Regions from separate parts of the Oryctolagus cuniculus genome. Here region 1 is linked to region 2. Evidence: chromatin contacts called from public Hi-C data. All regions are on one chromosome and are shown on one strand. Each heading gives the region's core, a stretch centred on a gene start, on an enhancer-like site or on the middle of the called end of the contact. The rest is flanking DNA. Distances are from core to core; before and after follow the strand shown.

Region 1 (6,684 bases), core at 2,650-5,149, 380 kb before region 2:
CAGTGGCCATGTGTGAGATGGTCCTTTGTCTCTGGTTCTTGGCATTTTGCCTTGTCCTAACTGAGGCCACATTGAGGTCAGAGTGAAGTGGCCAGCATGGTCAGAAACCAAGCATTCCCAGACCCTCTTCTGAGTTCTTAGAAGCACAAGGGCTGCCCGTCGCTGCCCACTGGGCATTCTTCACACAGTGGCTGGTGTGCCTGTGGCCACCCAGCATTTGCCTAGAGCTGACCCCCAACAGCCTGCGCATCTGAAAATGCCACAGGGAAATGAAGATGTCCTAACTGCTGAAAATCCAAACAGAGATTCCCATTGTTTAAAAAAATTTTAATCAAAGTATACAGAGTTCAGGGTTACAAACGATATAGGTATACATCAGTGAATTTTCACAAAAGAAAGACACCAAGGTCACCATAACTTAGATCAAGAAACAAAGCTCTATCAGCACCCAGAAGCCCCCCAGAGCTCACTTCTGGACATTAATCTCCCAGGGAAGTCACTCTTGGGCTCAATACTAAAAATTAAAGTCCTTCCCCCATTTTTAAGCTTCATAAAGATGAAGTCATATTTTATGTCCTCTTTTGTGTTTGATTTCTTTTGGTTCAATATGTTTGTGAGATCTATCTGTGGTGTTGCATGTAGTTATGATATATTCAGTCTTGTGGTTGGATGGTGTATTCATTAAATGTTTTAAAAAGATTTATGTAGTTATTTGAAAAGCAGAATTACAGAGAGAGAGAGAGAGAGCGTGCTTCCATATGCTGGTTCACTCCCCAAATGGCTGCAGTGGCCAGGGCTGGTATGTTTTCAATAGCTAGTTTTCTCTTTCCTATTTTAAGACCTTATATTTGGTGCAGCAGTTAAGATGGTACTTGGGTTACCCTCCAAGTGTAGCTTCTTGCTAACATGTACCTTGGGAGGCAGCAGGTGATGTCTCAAGTACATGGCTCCCTAGAATCCATGTGGGAGAGCCACATTGAGCTCTGGGCTCCTGGCTCCAGTCTGGCCCAGCCCTGGCTGGTATGAGTATTTGAAGAGTGAACCAGTCAACAGATGGAAGATCTCTTTCTATCTGTCTCTCTCTCTCTCTCTGCCTTCAAATAAATTTGTGAAAAAGAAATGTGATGTTACCCAAGATGGCTGTCCTCCTGGGTGGCTCCCAGCACCCGCAGTCTTGCCCGTGTTGAAGTGGTGAGTGAATGTGTGGCAGCTGTGCAGGTGTGATGTTTCTACTTCAGGAAATGTGGAGGACATCATGCTCAACTGATGTAGCATCAACCCATGGGAACCCCAGGCCGCAGAACAAAGTCCATTTTCAAGAACAACCCCAGAGCAGGGGTCCTTGGACCATCTGACTTAGTCCATCTGTGTGGTTCCAATCATTTGCCTTTCCAGCAAGCTCCCAGGTGATGCTAATGCTGCAGATCTAGGGACCACAAATGCAGCATCACTGCCTTCGCGCTCAAAAGGGATGTTAGCTCTCTGTCCCTTTCCCTGTCCCGCTGGTGAAGGTTTCTCCCGACACGCATTTGCTTCTCCAGCATCGCTAGAATCATCCAGGTAGTGATTGCAGCCCTATTGTCATGGTTACGTTCCCAAATCATTACCGTCTGTTGTCTCCCTCTGTCTGATTATACAGTGCAGCTTGTGATGGCTGGAGCACGTGTTTTGTGTGTTCCTTGCTTGTGGACCCATTGGTGGCCCCAGTGACTTGTCAGTGTATTAAAGGCCCTGGGACACATTCTCATGTGCATCCCCACAGCCCCTTGCAGGGAGTACTGCACAAACTACTGAGCTTAATCACCACCTCCTTCATGGTACCATTTCTGTATTTGTGTATGTATGTATTTGAAAGGTGGAATGACAGAAAGGGCAGAAGATGCAGCAAGCGAGCGAGAGAAAGAGAATCTGCCATCCACTGATTCACTTGCCAAGTGCCTGCACAGTCAAGGATGTGCCAGGCCAAAGCCTGGAGCCTGGTACTCTATCCAACACTTGAGCCATCATCTCTGCCTCCCAGGGTGCATCAGCAGGAAGCTGGATTGGAAGTGGAGTGCCTGGTGTTCTAACCAGCTCTCCGATATGGGATGCTGGCATCCCAAGTGGTGGTGTCACCTGCTGCCACATCACCTGCCCCATAAAAGATGTTCTATTTCACGGCCAGTGGATAATCGATAGAAATGTCCCTCTACATTGATTCTATAATTTGATTGAAAACAAAACTGTGGCCATGCATTTGGGACCACCTTAAATCTCATCTAAATTTTAAGAGTAACTAAGAATATGAGCATCTGCTATGTGTATCTGCATTCACTGTACAGGATGACCAATTATTTTCCCTAATACCAAGGGAAAATTAAACAGATCTTGTTTTCACTGTATTTCTTTCCCTGAGCTTTTTTGGGTCAGTTGTGTAGTGTACCCAACTGACCACTAGGGGGTAGTCTTTAGTTACTATTTTCACATTTGCTCTATTGTGGGAACTGCTTCTTCTTTAAAAATATTTTTTGTTTTATTTGGGAGGCACCCAAACAGAGACAAACAGACAGACACACAGATAAATCTCCCATGTGCTGGTTCACTCCCTAGATACTCAGCATCTGGGAATTCAATCCAGATCTCTCGACATGGGTGGCAGGGACTGGACTATTGCCCGGGTCACCTGCTTTCTGGCAGGGAGTTTATGAGCAGGAAGGTGGATTGAGAGCATGGGCAGAATTTGATCCCAGGTTCCAGGTTCGCTGACGTTATGGGATGCAGGCAGTGTGCCAACCACCCCCATCCCCGCCGAAGTTTGATTACGGAAATATTTCCTTTGTATTGAAGCCTTGTCTCCCAGGTTGTGAGGCAGTCAGGACTGTATGGGGCAGAAGAGTCTTCATTTGGTTTTGTTGATTATTTCTCAAATTTTGGTCAAATTTTTATTTGAAAGGCAGACAGAGAGAAAGACGCACCCAGACAGAAAAAGAGACAGCGGAGCTCCCGTCCACCAGTTCACAGCCCAAATGCCCACCTCAGGCAGGAGCTGGGGACTCAATCCAGATCTCCCATGTTGGTGGCAGGGACCCAAGTACTTGAGCCCTCACCTCCTAGGGTGCACATTAGCAAGCAGCTGGAATGAGAGTCAGAGGCAGGACTTGAACCCGGCACTGGCATCTCCGGGCTGCTGGCAGCTGCAGTGGCATCGCCTGCTACACCGAAGCCCCAAGCTTCTTTCTCATTTCTAGACTCAGTTTTCTCTTGTTCTATACACCGTTCCTTCCAGATACTACTCAATGAGCAGCTTCTCGCCTTCCGTGAAGGTTTGCTCCACACTTCCGAGAGGCCAGGCGGATCCCGTGCCAAGCCCTTGTGTCCTGGGGAAGGAAGCAGACAATGGGCTCCGAGGCCTGTGCTGGCGGCCTGGGAGAACCTGGGGACACAGGGCCAGAAGTAAACTTCTGAGTGCCCTGCTCTTCCTCTGGGATGCAAACCCTCGGAGGCAGGGAGTGTGACCCGGCCCGGCTGCCACCTGCCCGTCTTCCCCTGATTCATGCCGGACCGTCCAGCAGCTGTCTCCTGGCCGCTGTGGTCCAGCCCCTGATTTCCTAGCAGAAACAAAACAAGCAAACCTGAAGTCACCCAGGACAGGTCAGGAAGCTTTGGGGTCTTCGTCCTTAGCCACCCAACCACCCCACCTCCGAGTCAGCTGTCGCTGTTTCCGGTCCTCCCCACTGCTGATTCTTCCAATACCATCATTTCCCTTTGCTCACTCATTTTAACAACCAAACCTGCACTTCGGGTTCTCATTCTTGACACACCCAGTTAGGAACACGCGCTCTTGTGCCCTCCTTCTACTCTGGGAGTCCTGAATCCTCCCTGTCGTGTTCTCCAGGAATTGCTGCCACACGAGGCGCATTCCTACATGGTGAACACCAGCGCTTCGGCTCCACGTCCAGTCCTGTGCAGTTGCTCTGTGCCCGAGCGGATCGCTGGGTGTGTGACCAGGAGCTTGTGGCGGCTCGAGGACAACAGGAAGTCGGTTTCTGGTTGCTGCCGCATTAAACGTCAGTGAAGGTTTTTATTGTTTGTGGGATATGGAAAATTTTCCTCATGGGGTCAACTGGGGTCACCGTATTTCCTGAGGTCTAGATAAAATTGGCTCAAGTCCCCATTGCACAGATTGTGAGAAGTCCCGAGAAGTCCTGTATGCTCTCCAAAGCTTCTAAGAATTCCTGAGGGACTTGGAGCCCATCTCCTGACCATGTGAGGTCCCAGTCTCTGCTCTGACAGAGGATCTCTCTCTCTCTCTCTCTCTCTCTCTCTCGCCATCATGATCTCCCCTTCCCATACTCAGCTGCCAAAGGTGGCATTGAACTTCAACTTTAATCTTCCCAAGCACCAACTTGCCCTCTCCCCTCAGAAAAGAAAACTGGTTCACACATGTCTGTCTCTATGTAGTTATACAATGCATGTTCATGTTAACTAATCATGTGAAATGGATTTAGATATTTATGTTGTCTTTAGATATTCATGTTGTCTTTCTAAAAATATATTTACTTATTTTGAAAAGCAGGGTTACAAAGAGAAAGGCAGAGGGAGAAAGGGAGAGAGGAAGAGAGAGGGGGAGAGAGAAAGAGAGAGAGAGAGAGAGAGAGAGAGAGAGAGATCTTCCATCCTCTGGCTCCCTCCCCAGAGAGAGAGCAATGGCCAGGGCTGGGCCAGGCTGAAACCCGGAGACAATGGCTTCATCCGGGTCTCCCATGTGGGTGGCAGGGGCGCAAATACTTGGAATCATCTTCCGCTGCTTTCCCAGGCCATTAGCAGGGAGTGGGATCAGAGGTGAGGCAGCCAGGACTTGAACCAGAGCCCATATGGGATGCTAACATTTCCGGCGGCTGCTTTACCTGCTACGCCACAACACCAGCCCCGTCAGTAGCTTCTCTTTTTTGTGTTTTATGGTGCTTTCATGAGAGGAAGATGAAGAAACTGAATTTTGGCATTCGGCTCATACTGATCTGGAAATGTCACGGGGTCTATCTTGACAGTCATTCATTCACCCAGCAAATGACTACTGAATGTTTACTTGCAAAAGAAGAAACAGTGTCTGTTTCCCTGTTGGAGCTGACAGTCGGAATAATGAAAGATATCAGTGTCCATAAACATGTCCAGGCTGTGAGAAGCACCTGTGGAGGAGGGGTGCACAGTGAAAGTGGGAAACGTCTTTCTCTGCTTGCACTGCCGTAACAGAACCCCGTGGACTGCCTGCGCTACAGGTGCCTGCTTTCTCACGGTCTTGGAGCCTGGCAGTCTGGATCAAGGGGCAGCGCGAGACAGCTGGTGTCCCCCCAGGTCCTCACCATTCAGCATCCATCTCGGAGTTTGTATGATTAGTAGTCCTTCCACCTCTGGACAGCTCTGGCGCTTTATAAAAGACATTGGTCCTGAAGTGGAAGAGTTATCCTAAGACTGCAGTCAATAAATATCTTTTTCTTAAAGGCCCATTTTAAAAGGCTGTACAAGGGATTTTCAAAATGTTTGTGGAAAATGCATTATGAATAATTAGGCATGGGGGCCAGCATTGTGGTGTAGCAGGTAAAGCTGCTGCCTGCGACACTGACATCCCATATGGGCACAGGTTAGAGTCCCAGCTACTCCACTTCCAATCCAGTTTCTTGCAAATGGCCTGGGGAAAACAATGGAAGATGGCCCTAGTGTTTGGGCCTCTGCCACCCATTTGAGAGATCTGGATGAAGCTCTTGGCTCCTGGATGTAGCCTGGCCAGCGCTGGCCAATGTGGCCATCTGGGGGATGAAAGATCTCTCTCTCTTTCTCTCTGTAACAGTGACTTTTGAGGCAAACAAATTTTTTAAAAAAAGAAAAAAACTATGCATGGATTTAAATTTTTTTTGCATCAGAATAAACATCTTTTTCAATATGTATTTATTTGAAAGGCAGAGTGACAGACACAGAGAGAGAGAGAGAGAGAGAGAGAGATATTCCATCTGCTTCTTCCCTCTCCAAGTGGTCACAACATCCAGGGCTGAACCAGGCCGAAGCCAAGAGCCAAGAACTCCAAGCCAAGCATTTGGGCCAACTTTTGTTGCCTTACCATGCATATTAGTGGGAAGCTGGACTGGAAGTGGAGCAGCCAGGACTCCAACCAGCCCTGGATATGAGATGCTGGCTTTGCAAATACAGCTTAACCCGCTGCCCCACAATGCTGGCCTTGCACTTATCTTTGAACTTCATTTCTACATGAATTGTTTGAGTACCCTTGATTCATGTTTCCTGCAGCCAGGAGGGCTCACTGGCCCCAGCACATTTCCATCTGACACAGGAATCCATCCCAGCAGCTGGCCCTCATGCGCGTGGGGGTGATGCTGGTGAAGCAGTTCCTGAACCACTCTTAGTGCGACACCATCAGTATTCAGCACATTTCCGTCACTGCCTTGGGCATGTCTATGACCTTAATACTGATTTGATCTAATTTCTTTGCTTTTGTCATAATGAATGTTCCATCTCCAAGCAGCCGGAGCTCCTGTTTCTCTGCCCACAGCGTTCATCTCTTTCCTGCTTATCATTTTTCTTCACTTTTCCTTTCTTCAGTAGCTTCCTAAGTTCTGCTTTGGTTGATTTTTTTTTTGAAAACAACATCTCTCCTACATCTGCTAACTACTGCATTTTAGGTTTGTGCAATAAGAA
Region 2 (6,103 bases), core at 2,612-5,111:
CTTTAGCCTAGCCCAGCCCCAGTCACTGCAGCCATTTGGGAAGTAAACCAGCAGATGGGAGATTCTCTCCCTCCTCCCCTCCCTCTCCCCATTCCCCTCTCCCTCCCCTTTTCCATCTTCCTCCCTCTTTTTCCCTCTGTCTCCTCTCTCCTCTCTCCCCTCTCTCTCCTCTGTATAACTTTGCCTTTCAAATAAGTAAAAAATAAATAACTCTCTTTTTTTGACAGGCAGAGTTAGTGAAAGAGAGAGAGGGAGACAGAGAGAAAGGTCTTCCTTCTGTTGGTTCACCCCCCAAATGGCTGCTACAGCCGGTGCGCTGCGCCAATCCAAAGCCAGGAGCCATGGCCGGCGCCGCGGCTCACTAGGCTAATCCTCCACCTTGCGGCGCCGGCACACTGGGTTCTAGTCCCGGTCAGGGCGCTGGATTCTGTCCCGGTTGCCCCTCTTCCAGGCCAGCTCTCTGCTGTGGCCAGGGAGTGCAGTGGAGGATGGCCCAAGTGCTTGGGCCCTGCACCCCATGGGAGACCAGGAGAAGTACCTGGCTCCTGCCATCAGATCAGCGCAGGGTGCCAGCCGTGGTGGCCATTGGAGGGTGAACCAACGGCAAAGGAAGACCTTTCTCTCTGTCTCTCTCTCACTGTCCACTCTGCCTGTCAAAAAAAAAAAAAAAAAAAAAAAAAAAGCCAGGAGCCAGATGCTTCCTCCTGGTCTCCCATGGGGTGCAGGGCCCAAGGACCTGGGCCATCCTCCACTGCCTTCCCAGGCCACAGCAGAGAGCTGGACTGGAAGAGGAGCAACTGGGACAGAATCCGGTGCCTCAACCAGGACTAGAACCCGGGGTGCCAGCACCGCAGGCGGAGGATTAGCCTAGTGAGCCACAGTGCCAGCCAATAAATAACTCTTTAACAAAAAAAAATAGCACTTCCCTTCTCCTGTTCTTATTTCCCTGATGCACTCTGACTTGCTTGTGGCAGGGATATTTATGTCATTCACCTAAATATATATAATATATATACTTTATTTATATATATATATATATCATGCCATTTTAATGCAGAACAAAGTGAGAATAGTTCTTGGAAAGTTTTTCTTCATAAAGAGAAAATGGAATCTGTACTGTCAAGGGTTATCTCAATAGCAGCTACATGGGGAAGCTTGGCAAGTTGGTTTGAGGCTGTAATACATTATACTACCACTTAGAAAGTTAAAGGAGATAGACAACATTTTGTGTGCTACTAGAGAAGGGCCACAAAGCCAAACTGCTTGTCACTTTAAATTCCTCAGGCCTTTGTAGCTGTCGTCCTTCGAATGATGCATTTTGGGGCTGTTGTCACTTATGCAGTTGGGAAGGGAAAAGGAAATGAATAATACAATTTGAAGGGGTGTCGAGGATGTGAGTTGTACAATGATCCTTAGGATTTACGGAGCTTTAAAGCTATTTGTGCTGCTTTGTGGTGCTTTGTACCCTGTGTCAGTCAATATTTCATGTTAACTCCACTTTTATGCTCTAAGGTCTAAGAAATGTTATAAAAAGTCATTGTAACTGCCTCCTTCCCTACCACCCTCACCCCAAGTCTTCCAGCCCCTGGTCACCCCTTTTAGTGTTTTTGATTTAATCTTCTCCAGCTTCTCACCCGGGAAACACAGCTTGGCTGCTGATATGCCAAGACAGACAACAAGAAAAATCTTTTCAAATGGCAATACTTGTTCACCTGCACAAATAAAGCATAAAGTCATTTCCCTTGAGTCTCTGAGGAGTATAAATATCAATATGAGCCCACAGTTTGCTGATATCATGACTTTTTAAAAAAGTTTTTCACTTAGAAGTATACACAATATCCTAAGGAAGTGAAATGAATTTCTCTAAATGTATAAATCAAGGAAATATTTGGATGTAATGAACACATTTTCTGAAAAAAAGAAATTTTTTCATTTTGCATTATTCATATAGAAATAGCTCAAGAACTAGCTGCATGGTATTTAATGAAAATGAAGAGATCATAGGTCCAGAGGTGTTTGGAAGGTAAGGTCACCGAGACTTCTGAGAGTGCGCACCAGAGAGTTAGCCACTATACTCTGTGACATCCAGAAATTATTCCTAGGCTTCCCTCACTCGTGATACCATGCAGATTTTTTGTCTGCTGTAGCAACTGCCTGCAACAGAATGAACAAGAAAATAGTGCCCTCTATGGGTGGGAGTGCAGAATGCTGCTTATTACCAAGAGGCAGAATGTTGTATAAATGGAAAACAGCACTGATTATTACTACCGGCTGCTTAAAAATCATACACTCCGTATGAGCCTTTTTCTTATTAGCAGTTTGTAGATCAAGAATAATTAAATAAGAGGAAAGCACATCTCTCATATCTGTCCCTTGATGTCTGATTAAAATCTGACATCATAACGTAGCTCAGCCTTCTTGGACAATGATCTCTGACAAGTAGCACAGAAAAAAGGAGAGAAGCCACACCTTCTAGGAAGTGGTTCCTGACACTAGGTGTGCAGGGTGGTCCCAGCTGGTGACAGAACGGAAATTCTAACATCCCGCCTCAAGCGGTGCTGATTCAACAGGTCCGGGTGGGCCCTGGGGAGGCGATGTGTTTACCAGGAAGCCAGGTGACTGTGAGGGGCTGAAGGCCTGGGACCAATGCCTGCCTGTACTTCTGAGCCTTTCACTGACGTCCTCAGGCAGCACCAGGCGGGCAGCTCCGCCTGTGGGGGCCAGCACCACGTGGACAGTCTCTCTTCTCTCTAAATGAGATTGCTTCTGCTCCTCCCCCCAGCATCCCATTCTCTCCTGGGACTCCTCCTCTTGTTTGGCTCTTACCTGTGAAAGATGGAATGAGGAAAGCATTGCTTTCTTTCTGAAGGAACTTTTCTTTGGCTTTTGATAACTGACAGAGTAAACAGTTTCTTCACTTAGTCTGTGCCTTCTACCTCCTGTTCCAGAACTGTCACTCACTACCGCAATGTCAAGGTCATTTTCTGCCTTCCCAGTGTAGAGAGCTCTCTGTGATCTACAGACTGACAAAGACATCATGCCCATACACAACTGCCATTTCAGATTTAAATGCACCTTTTCTCAATGTGTGTGAAGATTATTTTCTCTGTTGTGTGCTGGATCTAATTATGTCATCTATGTTGGCTTTGATGTCGTCTGTGTTAGTAGTGCCCAAAGCCACAGCAAGTGGGCTTGTGCTGCCATAACTGTGTCCCATATGAAAGGGGCCTGTGGCTTCATCGTCTGAAAGATAATGGCTAGCAAGGCCTTTGTTTCTCCGCTAACCTCACAGTGTCTGCTATGTCCCTTTCCATTCTTCATGATGTTCTTGGAGGATTTGGCCCTGAAGCTCTGATTTAGAGGGGATGTCAGATTTAAAATCAAGGTCTTCTAGCTTAGAATGAGGAAAATATGATTGTAGACAGTTAACAAGGCCTGTTAAAGTATACAGATAATAAATTCATCTCCCCAGCAGGGCATCTGTGACAAAGCAAGTTTACCAAATTAAAAAGGAAAACCTTACTTCACGTTTCATTTTTAAAAGTGATAAGACATACCCCTTTGTTTGCTACTTCAGAAAACCGTGTGCCTGCTCTGTGCGTTGCGTGCACTCTTTACTCGCTTAATTGTCGCATGCTTCAGCGCCTTTAGGTGCTATAGAGGTTTTTACCCCCACGTCAGTGCTTTGATGAGTAATCAAGTGTGCCCATGAATTCACTTTAATCCTCCTTTTCTTCTGTTTTGTTTTTTAGGTAAGTACTTTTGGCATTCTTCTTCTTTAATGCTGAGAGAAAATGCACCTGCCCAATGTCGAACAAAAACCAAGATAAAAACTAACATGCGTGGTAGAGAATGACGCACTACCGGATGTGGTAAGACTGTTCACTGGCATTCAAACACCCCTCTCTTTCCTGAGGGAGGGGACCAGCTATGCAGGATGATGGGGGAGGGGTGAGAAGGCTTGTTGCTGGGCAAGAGATCACAGGGAATGGTCATGAAATATTCGATCGCACATGCGCATTGGTTAGATGGGCAGGCTGCAGTTCTGAGCCACTCACCATTCCCAGGCTGGAAATTACTCACTTAAAAGCAGCTATTAAACATTTTCTGAAAATCCCAAGTGGAAACAGATGTGGCCAATGTTGAGGGCTTTTTTTTGTTTTTGTTTTTGTTTTTTTTTTTTTTTCTGGTCTATCAGTTTGTTTGTTTTAAAGGGACTTAAAAATAGAAAAATATTTTCATATGTTGTATAGCTATGAAGCTATATACGTAAAATCTTCGGTAACATAAGACCATTAGTATATGCGTAAGCTTCACTCAGAGAAATTCTTAAAGCTTTTGGTAACAAATATATGTAATCTGGATAAATAAGAGGAATGCCAATAAACTCTAATTTATTTCTTTTTTTCATGTTATGTGCACAGCTCACATTGTATTTACAAGGATTCAGTAGCATTTTGCCTGTATGAACAGTTTTATATAGCTAAGGATTTCAGGACTTGAACACGTACATTCTGTTTCTGTGGGTGTCAGTGTAGCCCTCTTAATAGGAATGCATTAGGTTGAATATAAATTGCAGTCATCCAATATGAGTGAATAAATAAGTTATTAGAAAATGTGTTAACATTTACGACGAGCACATTTCAACAGCTCAAAGTGTTGGGCACTGTTGCCAGTGACTCACCTTGGGGCACTGAGTTTTCTACCATCCCTCTGCCCGCCCTTCCCTGGACACAGCTCCCACCCAGTGCCCGCACAAAGCCTTCCTCAGTTGTTCCCACCCACACTGGTTTGTCCTTGCCCTCAGATCTTTCCTCATTATCCATATCCATGTAGTCATTGGCCGGAACTGCCATTACACAGCACCACAGACCAGTAGCTTCCATGACATACATGGATCTCCTTGAACTTCTGGAGGTCAGGATATCATCGGGGCGTTTTCTTCAGAAGCCTCTCTCCTTGGCTTATAGATGACCGTCTTCTACCTGTACCTTCACAGGCTCTTCCTTCTCTCTGTGTCTGCACGCTAGCCTCCTTTTCATATAGAGACACCTACCATATTGGATGAGGCCCCACCCTACGAACTCATTTTTAACTTGACTACTTCTTTGAAGACCCTATCTTCAAGTATAGACCTGTGCTTCGAATCAGTGTTTCAGTCAAGGACAAACCTGATGTATGATGGGGGCCCCATACGATGGTTTAGACAGGTGCCATCACAACCATGATGGCATAAATAAATTCTACAATGTCCCCATGAGGTGAACTCACCTAAGGACACCTTTCTCAGGACGTGTCCCCGTCATGAGTGGGGCATGACTGTAGAGTCACATTCTTAGGAACAAAGCAATAAGAGTTCAACATAGCAGTTTTAGAGGTAAACAGTTCAGCCTCTAACAATCCTCGTGAAAGTTTTACAGTTGTCCTCTAGTCATTCTATGTGTATAGCATTAGTTCTGTCTTCCCCACTTAGAATGCAAATCCACCAAAGGCAAGGATGGACCGTATCTGAAAGTTTATTTACTTTATTCTTGGTACCTAGAGGGCTGGGCACACACAGTACTACATAAGTGTTGTTGGAGAATACTGGAGACTAAAATTAGAGTAAGAGGACCCAGTGAGTGTCCTTTTTCAATTCTTGCTGAACTCCACTCCTTTACCTTGACAGAAACCAGTACCAGAGGTCTCAGGTTAGGCAGTGGACAAATGTACTGCCTCTGATTCCTTCCCTGGAGCCCTATCAGCATTCCAGTGAGCAGAGGCGAATAGTGACAGGAAATGCTGACCTGGGCCAATGGGCAGAAGAATAAAGGGCATTGCACCCAGTCCCGAAGTACCGAAAACAGTTTGAGCCTGTAGAAAATAATTACCTAATAAGAAGTCTTCTGAACTCAAGGCAGGATTTTGGAGGAGAAAATTCTGAACACATTGACAGTCCGAGAGTAATAGAATGTCTGTTCCACAATGAAAATAAATTTCAGTTCTAGAAATTACATTTTAAGTTCCAAATTCATGCTTAACTTTTTTATTAGAATTTCTCATCTTATACAGTATATACCATGTGTAAGATGATTACTTCATCAACTTTTCAGCACTAAAGAAG

Evidence for each region. Hi-C and Micro-C count contacts between places; a contact is called where the count stands out from the background.
Region 1: a contact with region 2 is called in a Hi-C map of psoas muscle, with 10 times the contacts expected there. The contact joins two enhancer-like sites. A contact is called at or near these places in 5 of 6 Hi-C or Micro-C datasets (ear pinna, embryonic fibroblasts, psoas muscle and 2 more).

Annotation. Positions count from the first base shown.
Region 1 is chr14:80,544,151-80,550,834 of mOryCun1.1, reverse strand. The region is part of intron 4 of PDE4D (phosphodiesterase 4D); the gene reads left to right. Among named protein-coding and RNA genes, the nearest start is that of MIR582, 120 kb to the right of the region's middle. Within about 2 kb of position 3,899, at least 2 of the 8 cell types and tissues checked have an H3K27ac peak or open chromatin away from gene starts, as enhancers often do.
Region 2 is chr14:80,162,494-80,168,596 of mOryCun1.1, reverse strand. All of the region lies in intron 4 of PDE4D (phosphodiesterase 4D), which reads left to right. Among named protein-coding and RNA genes, the nearest start is that of MIR582, 260 kb to the left of the region's middle. Within about 2 kb of position 3,861, at least 1 of the 8 cell types and tissues checked has an H3K27ac peak or open chromatin away from gene starts, as enhancers often do.